Regions from separate parts of the Zea mays genome. Here region 2 is linked to region 1. Evidence: chromatin contacts called from public Hi-C data. All regions are on one chromosome and are shown on one strand. Each heading gives the region's core, a stretch centred on a gene start, on an enhancer-like site or on the middle of the called end of the contact. The rest is flanking DNA. Distances are from core to core; before and after follow the strand shown. Region 1 holds the start of LOC542548 (phosphatidylinositol synthase). Region 2 holds the start of LOC100383706.

Region 1 (4,444 bases), core at 736-3,235:
TGCGATCGTATGTTTGGCATGCGGGCTTGTAGCTTGTTGCTTCACCTTTTTTTTCTTGCCTTGTAACCGTACTGCTGGCACATAGTGAGAATAATCCTATATAGAATAATTCATTACTTGGAGCCTATATTGATTGCACGATTTTCTATTACAAACCTAGGGGAAAGAATGAGGATCAGCTTTATAAGCTCGTCAGAATTGGATGGATCATAGGGTGCATTTGGCAGGTTTCTCGTAAAAACATTTTGCATCCAGATTAGATTTTGCATTGGGTAGTTCGCTGGAAGTTTGAAGCTAGAACTAAATGAGAAACTATATTACGTTTGTTTCTAGTGTACAAATGATAATCGGTTCCAAATAATCATCCTCGAAACGTTTGTCTCCTTTGCGGTGTTTGACAGTAATTTTGTTGAAAAACTAAAATGTTTCTCGCTGCTAGCACCAAGCGTCAAAATCTTTTCAGATTCTACCAAATATTTTACTAATAGATTCCACTAGATATTTTTATTTAACGTTATAATATGTAGTAAAAGATTGAGGCATGTAATATTGGTTTAGGGTTTTTACATTACTTTTAGTGCACTAGTTTAAATAATATTTTGTCATAACAAAATCGAGGACATATCCTGTGCAATCACTCATTTTGGTGCAAGCGTGCAATCAAACTATCCAGAGCATCCAGTCTAGATGCAACGGTTTTATATGGAAGTGGTTAAATGTAAAATAGACACTAGGTTTCAGGTGGAAGGGGTTAAATGTAAAATAACAGTTATCATTATATCTAGATCGGATGTACCAGATCGCTTGATTGCATGCTTGCACCAGGATAAGTGATTGCATAGGATATTTTCCCAACAAAATCCTAATGACTTATACTTAGAGATGGCCAAATGGCCGCCCGACCCGTTTTGGGCCCGGCTCGCTAGGCACGGTTAGAAAACCGGGCCAGACTGTCTAAGCCCGTGGGCTCGTTTCCCTGTCCGAGCACGGCCCGCTATGAGCCTAAACGGGTCGGACCGACCCGGTAAGCACGAAAAAAGCAGACCAAAAACAGGTCGGTAAGTACGATTTAGTGTAAAAAGGCGGGCTTGACGGGTTTAAAGGTAAACGGGTCGTGCCGAGCTAGCCCACCGTGCTTAGTTTCCTGTCGGGGTCCGGCCCGCTTATTTGTGCCGGGCTGGTCCGGGCCCGTATAAATGCGGGCTGGACCGGGCTCGTACCAGACCAAAAAAACATGCTTCAGACCGAGCTTTCGTGTTTTCTGTACATCTATACTTATACCCTCTCAATTTTAAATTATAAAGCATTTTTAATTTTTAGGGTCAAATTATGTTGATATAGTGTACATCTAAATGTATAGAAAAATGGTGAATCTAAAAGGGTCAAATTATCTTATAGTTTGGAAGGGAGTAATGTTAACATCAATTATATTTTTTTGGTGTTTGCCCTTAAATACTACATTCAAAAGGAAAATGTGGTAGCTTTAAAACAAAATGTTCCAACTTAAGATTTTTTCTTAAAATAAAACAATGTTCTACTTCTTGAAGGAACACATTATAGTTTCACTAGCAAAATGATGCAGCTCATGACCAAAACATTCCATGCTAAAAGGAAATTTATACCACCATTATGAGTAAACTTTTTCCAAATTCTCGAGAAAAACATTCTACAGGCACAAGAAAAATGTTACATATTTAATAGAAAAGTCTTATGACATATTTATGTGAAATGAAAAGATTCTAAGTTAGTTAGAGCACAACTTTTAAAAGACTGACAAAAAAAAATTACCACTAGGGCAATGGGAAAAAAAGCTTCAATTGTGGATAAAAAAGAAATGATTTTTATGAGGCAGGACTTATAATAATAAAATTAGGTACAAGCGGAATAAAAACCGAAAAAAAACGTGTCATGGCAATAGAATGAAAAAAGAACGAGAGATACAAAAAAGAGAAGTCGTGCGTTCACACCCTGTTTGCCGTTTTCTCCCTTTACACGCTCGATTCCCCCCGCCGTTTCCACGGGGGCCAGGTGCCTGCATTACTGGGTCCGGGCCTAGCGTCAGCGCAACCGAACACGCCGGCGACCGCTGCCGCCCTTCTCCCAGCTGCCCAGGTCTTCGTCGGGCCCTTTGCCTGCGGCGTCGGCGACGAGCGCCTGCCACACCAGGTATGCCTGCCCCTTCTCTTCCCTTCTGTGCAAAATGTGCACCTGAACCCTAATTTAACCTATTTGGCTATCTGTATTCGGATCAGATCTGATAACCACTAGGTATGTTTATGTATTGTGCCTACTAATAGCTTGTTTTTTTTGGCAAAAACTATCGGGTCTACGTGTTGTATTGGCTCCGCCGAACTCCATGATGCAAAAACTAGGCATATTACAGGCTTAAATATGATATCGGATGCTTCTAGATTTATATACTAGCAAAGAAGCAAATGCTTTAATCATGCCTAGTTCAAGCTTTATTTGCCACAATTCAGATATTTTGCCACCGTAGTCATCTGTACTGCTATGGGCAAAAAATAAATGTTTGCTTTCATCTCCTCTTTTGGAAAACCAGCGATTATGTTGATATTTCATTGGGACATATAAATACGAGTTTTTTTAGTTTGTAAAAGGTACAAGGGTTATACTAACACTGTACTTGATTTTCTTGTAAAAACTTTGTTTTTTTGGATCAATATATAAACGATATACTCATCTGACAGGAATCCCGTTAAGTTTATTTATGCTCACCAATTTAAGGGCAGAACTTACGGACCTCAAGCTCTTGGTTACTCCTGATCTTCTCTAGGCGACTAGGCACAATTGCCCTCTGGCAAAATGCCATCAGTTTATCTTTACATCCCTAACATTATCGGTACGCCTCTGGATGGTTATCTATTGACATTCTATTTTGCTGTTCCAAAACCTATTATATAATATTTATATTTTTTTTGTTACTTATATCTCAAAGTCTGGATAATTGTACTAATGAGTAATGATTCGTGCAACTGGAAACATTGCCTACTTTCTGTCATTGATTTTGTACTTCATTCTAGTTATGTTGCCAGTTTGCTATGCAGTGCAGAAGCAACATCCACATACTGCGTTTTAGTTTTGTTGCCACTTTGCTGCCCAAGTATAGCTACATAAATGGAACCATAAATTTAGTAGAGGACACATAGTTTAACCAACGAGACAATATGTTTATCTACTGCTTTTAGCATGAATGAAAAACAGAAGCCTATGTGACTAAAATTCCAAGAATTGTCATTATCACACAGGGTATTTTAGGATCATCATAAATTTCATTGCATTTGCGGTTTGCTATTCCAACAAGGCTCTCTTTGCTATCCTGTACTTCATCAGGTGAGCGTCTTATATCTGCAAACTTCTTGAGGTTGCCAATGATTTATGTATATTGTTCTAACATCTTTACAAACATGCTAGCTTTGTCCTTGATGGTGTGGATGGTTGGTTTGCAAGGAAGTTCAATCAAGGTAATAATTCACATTCTCCCTGTTTTCAAGTCATGTAGCCTGTCATTATGTGAAGAAGGTTAATACCCATCTTTGCTATAATGAAATTTCCTTGCATTGTGTGCTGGAGACCAACTTTCAAATGGTTATGTGTAAAGATTGATCTCAGCTAAATCTCTTTTTCCTTTTTTCCACACAGTATATAAGCTATCTGTTAAGTTATAACATTATCTGATCAGTTTATTTCATTCTATGAATCAGCATCAACCTTTGGAGCTGTGTTAGACATGGTTACAGATAGGTACTCCTTGAATGAATCTTTAAACTCTGGATATGCAGGGTGAATACATTATAGTATTCTACAGACTGAAATAATTTTACAGCTCACATTGTTTTTCTTCAGGGTTAGCACTGCTTGTTTGTTGGCCCTTCTCTCCCAGTTTTACAGGTATCAAAAGCAGAAGAGCTTGTATTGATTTGTCTTGTATCTCAATGTCTAGTACAAATCCTAATTGCAAGCATTGTTACAGACCTGGTTTAGTCTTCTTGATATTGCTTGGATTGGATATTACGAGCCACTGGTTTCAAATGTACAGGTCAGTTTCCTCTACCATTTTGTTCAGTTTTTGCAAGTTCCCAGTTTGTTTTCTAGTCAGCACCTAATCCTGTTCTTTAGGTAGTCAAGGCAACAGAATTAATCTGTTAGCAATTACATTTTCAATAATTGCCTGATGGTTTCATTATGCATGCGTTCTATTCAAGAGTTTCTCACTTTCAATTATTTTTTACTTATTTATTAGTCCTTCAATTCCAAATTATAAGTCTTCGTGGCTTTTCTAGTACATAGTTTTCACCTTGTATCTAGACACAATATATATCTAGATATGTAGCAAAAGTTATGTACCTAAAAGCCAGAAATGGAGTACTTGCTAACTATGTAATGCCATATTTTCTATACTAGTTCTTTCTTGTCAGGTAAGACT
Region 2 (4,821 bases), core at 1,897-4,396, 210 kb before region 1:
GATTCTTGAGAGTGAGCCAAAGATGGCATGTCGTGCCATTGCGCTCCCTAGCCACCTGACACAACCTAGAGAGATGGTGTCGGAGATCCAACAGATGATGTCCATTCGATCCCAGCACAAACCGGTGTCCAACGAAGGGTCAAACAAGATGTGGTTGACAAAGGCGTATCACTTGAGAGCAAGCAACACCTAATCAAGCCAACCGGCATAATTGTCAAAGGAGGACACGGGGACAACCATCACCAACACTCGAACGTTGGAAACAGTAGCTGCCTAGACGTAGAGGTTGGCAATGACGGCAGCCCCGTAAGCTGCGATCGTGGGGTGTTGTAGGAACAAATCATGTCAAGCGGCGCTAGCCTTCTACTCGAGGGCGGCGGCCTTCTCCTGTTCGAGGAGATGAGTGGCTACCTGGACACGAATGTGTGCATTGGCAGCTTCCTTGTCCGCATCCTGAGCCGCAGCGAACATGTCGTCGATCTTCTTGCGAAAGGCCACAACCTCATCCTCAGCGTGGTGCGCTCCTCGTCAGTCAATGAGGTCCTGTCATGGGTGCGGGAGAAAGAGGGAGAAGATGTGTGTACGTTGCTACGACCACACGACACAACGGTGACAACAGCCCTAGAGGGGCCACTGCCCTAGAAAGGCGGCGACCAGGGGAGGAGCAAAAGCAACATTAGATTTGTGATACCATGTTAGAGGAGGTATTGTTTGAGAATAAAATTATATTGCATTGAGCCCCATGAGCTGATTATATAAAGTGCATAGAACTAAGACCCTATGTTAGTATGCAATGTGGTACAATCATATCTATCTATATATACATTGTTGGGTGAGCCCAAACCAACTATAGTTATAAGGCCCAGTAGGGTTGTACGGCTAATTCTAACATAATTGTCAAGCAAAAGCTAGCAAAACCACGTGCTAATTCCAAACAGCCCTGGTGATGTGGCATAGTATTTTAAATAAATGAATTATTAATTTACACTAAGTACTTGTAAATAAACCTGACAATTCCCATCCCCCTCTATCTGAAATTCAGCTAGACCATAAGTGCCCAACCTGTCAAAAGAAAGGTGATGGTAAGTGAAATTAACATAAACGTTAAAACAATAAAAGAAAGCACAGTAACCCTCATATTCATTTTTTGACCAAAATATGTAAATTTCCAATCTCTACAGGACTAACTGTAACAATCTAGCTTTTTGTGTTGTATTTATGTGTGAGATTGAGAAATGTTTTTTACCTTTCCAGCAATCGTTCGTGGTCCAGTGTTGCATTACCAACATTGGGGATTTTTCCATTAACTCGGGGAGTATACTGCAAAAGGAGAGTGCACTAATTGATCATAAAACTTGTTACTGCAAAATAAAGTAAACTATAGAGTTACAGTATGATTGACAGTTTAACAACGCATACTACAACACTAGATCAATTACTTTGACCAGCAAGATTGATTTAGCACACTTGCCAAAATTGATCACTGTTGACTTCTTTCACGACATATTTTTTCATCGGACACACAAGAGAGCTGCATAACTTTATATTATAGCGAGGTGTGTATCTATTCCCAAACGACATGCTATATTGTTTTTCTTATATATTTCATTAATAGTAAAACACTTTCAAGCACAAAACTAACAGTACCACTTTTGTATCACATAAACCTTTATATCATTTGAAAATAGTTTACTAAAAGTAATCTACTAGTTTGATCAGGGCACCTTAGCAAAAAAACAACAGATGGGGTATCGAGTACTATGCTGAAGAAAGTTATGTTCAATTGGGAAACAATTCAGATGCAGATTATACATAAGTTTTAAAATGGAAATAAGAGGAAAACTGCATTAAGAATAAAACATCAAGTGGCTCTGGATTACCGGGATTGACCCCAAATGGGACAGGCGCTTCCCAAGACTATGTCCACTGGTGCTATTTGCTTGGGCAAGGAGGCTACCAATGGTGACGCTTCGGACAGGTGCTTCCTCCTCGCTCTCTTGAGTACTGCTGCTGATGCTTGAGCTAGAGCTTTTACTAGCGTGGTCCTGCTGTCCAGACATGCTTTCTCCAAATGAACATTGACAATATCTCAGACCAACAATAGGCTTCAGATGAACCAAGTAGCAGCTTAGTTTAATAGTCAAGCAATATGCATTTGCATGATGGCAGGAGATACTAGGGGGGGAAAAGGTCATAGCCCATGTGAGAACGACCGCGGCCAGGACCTTAGTTTTGTGCTTTGGCATTTGACAGACGAGGGGATTTAGGAGTGCTACTCAGACCATCTGAACAACTCGGGTAGAGGTCTTATCGCATTACTTCATGAGTTCCACGGAGAATGCTTGATGGGATTATCTGGAGATTATATTCCAATCCAAACAAGAAGGCAACAATACAGCAGTATAGCAAAATGAGGGTCCTCAACTCACTCATCAGCCTGCATAACTGTGTCCGATAGTTACAGACATTTCCAGTTCCCGATGCCCTAAAGCTTCGTTTTTACAGGATCGAAGGAACATTGCATTTCCATGGATGTTTATCAAGGTATCGAACTGAGCAATAACCAATAAACAAACAAGAGACCAAATGGATAGCTACGAACACACTTGTCTTAGCAATCCCAGTATCCGAGAGCCCAAGTATTCCACCCAACAACCTCACTCGTCTAATAACTAATATTACGATAATTTAATTAACCAGTCGACAGTCGGATCTTGGATTAATCGACATAAAAAGTGGGGGAAAGATGTTCTTCTTTCTAGATGTCAGTTAGAGCTAAGAACCAACTATCACTCTATCAGGCGATCTTAACTCTTCACTAGAAATCCTTCAGAAGGAAGTTCAACGGGGAAGCTATTAATCGCGAAGAACTCTACCAGGAACAGTAATCAAGTGAAGAAGTCACCCCAAGAAACAGGCAAGAAGCAGGACCTCACTAAACGGAGACACGCTACTTATGCAGCCGAGTCGCGATCGCCAGAGAACCCAACTGCGAATCGGATGAACGAACTGAGGAGGGAACTTACTAGCTTGACGGATCGAGGCCGCGGTGCTCGCGACAAGCGGCGCTCGAGTTGCGCAGGCAGCAGCTCACTCTCCCGGTGGGGCGCCGGAACCAAGAAAGAGAAACGTCACCTTTCTTTTTGCTGTCGGGCTCAATTCTTGCGAAAATGGTAGTCACGCCCTTAAGTCAGCCACATTTTCGTAAACACCCACGAGAGTATAGATATGCCGATCTAGTAGAGTTCCCAGCTTCTCCATTATTTAGAAATAATATAGCAAAACATTGATGGTTACTCAAATTATGTATGAGAACTCGAGTAGAAGTTGCACTCTTGGATTTGGGGATTGGAAACGATTAAATCTTCTTTTATATAAATTTGAATAAGATGTGATTTAATTCCATTCAATTCCTCTCAATTTATCTTAAACCGAACAAATCTTTAATAGTTACTTAGCTTATGACCCGTTCAATTTTCAAGAGAAAGGTAGACAAACTTCGTTAATTAGCTGAATTGGGCTTATCCTATCTTATGTTATGCATCCTGCTTTAACCTATTCACCACAAATATGTGCGTGTGTATAGAAGATTCAAAAATATGCATTGAGAAAAATTACAAGAAAGAAAATTAGCTAGATGAATGCACTAAGCAAATCTATCATAAACTTCACACGATAAAGTAGAATACATAGTAAAGATATATTTGATATAAGAGTTAATTGCTAGCTAGCTAAAAATATCCCTAGTATATCTAAATACAAGAGCTAATAGGTGAACTAATTTTTTAGCCAAGTCTTCAACTACTAACTTCGTCTCAAATTATAATATATTTTAAACTTTTCAAGAGTCAAAGTATTTCAAGTTTGAATAAAATTATATAATTAAATAATAACATTTATGATACCAACTAAGTATTATTGGTAATATACTCGATGTTATGGTATGATTATCTGTATAATTTTGGTCAAACTTAAAATGTTTTGACTCTTCAAAAAGTTAGAATATTTTTTTGAAATAGAGGAAGTAGTTGGCCAACTAGCTAGCCAATCTTAGCAAGTATAGTCTATTTTTAAGCCCAACTAACAACTAACCCTAGCTCATCTAAACATACCTAAGATAAGCAACAATTGAAAACCTCATCGTGGAAGTAAAGAGAGGACAATAGACAATCAATTTTTTCCATGATATCAAATAGTTGCCACTATCCTTTAATCTATGATGTAGTCCACTAAAGGTTGAACTACCTCGAGTCACCAAGGCTCAAGATTTACTAGAAATACTTGTTCTCTACTCTATATTGATGGGTTTCAAACCAAAAACACCTCTCTAGCATCTCACAAATAAGATATCCACACTAGGTTACCTAGTTCAACAAGATCATTTAGGTGCTAAAACACTAAGAATAGCAAGTATTTGGTTTTCACTTGATTAAGAACCCAAGACAAGAGCACAAAGATGCACAACTAATATCCCTCCTCGTGACTTGAACTATCTTAATACCTTTCAAAATCCTTCGTATGTTTATAGAATTAACTAAATAGAAGGTAGCTTAAAGTCAGTTATTGAACACACATTTATAGCCCAAGATTGAGGCCCTTAATAATATCCTTCATGCATCAAATTTTGCTCTTGACTCTAACTCTCACTCAAGATACCAATCTTGCCTCCTTAATAATATGGCAAAAAAAACCTAATGCTAAGTTTAAGTGCCTTTAACACCAAATTGCACTTAAACACTATTGTGTTCTTAACCTTCAAGAATATCATTTTGCTATACAAAGAATCCAATTGTCTGGGATGAGAAAACCAAGTATATTTTA

What was found. Hi-C and Micro-C count contacts between places; a contact is called where the count stands out from the background.
Region 2: a contact with region 1 is called in a Hi-C map of ear, with 1.6 times the contacts expected there. The contact joins the promoter of LOC100383706 here to the promoter of LOC542548 in region 1. A contact is called at or near these places in 2 of 25 Hi-C or Micro-C datasets (ear and leaf).

Annotation. Positions count from the first base shown.
Region 1 is chr9:115,464,273-115,468,716 of Zm-B73-REFERENCE-NAM-5.0, reverse strand. LOC542548 (phosphatidylinositol synthase) reads left to right here and starts at 1,985. Exons shown (of 11, transcript NM_001112089.2): 1 at 1,985-2,166; 2 at 2,709-2,860; 3 at 3,267-3,351; 4 at 3,433-3,482; 5 at 3,723-3,762; 6 at 3,865-3,909; 7 at 3,992-4,057; 8 at 4,423-4,444. The coding sequence starts at 2,824. LOC100193995 (oligomeric Golgi complex component-related protein) reads left to right here. Exons shown (of 10, transcript NM_001352022.1): 10 at 1-127.
Region 2 is chr9:115,672,880-115,677,700 of Zm-B73-REFERENCE-NAM-5.0, reverse strand. LOC100383706 reads right to left here and starts at 3,146. Exons shown (of 10, transcript NM_001176343.1): 1 at 3,027-3,146; 2 at 1,881-2,065; 3 at 1,247-1,320; 4 at 1,008-1,062. The coding sequence starts at 2,060.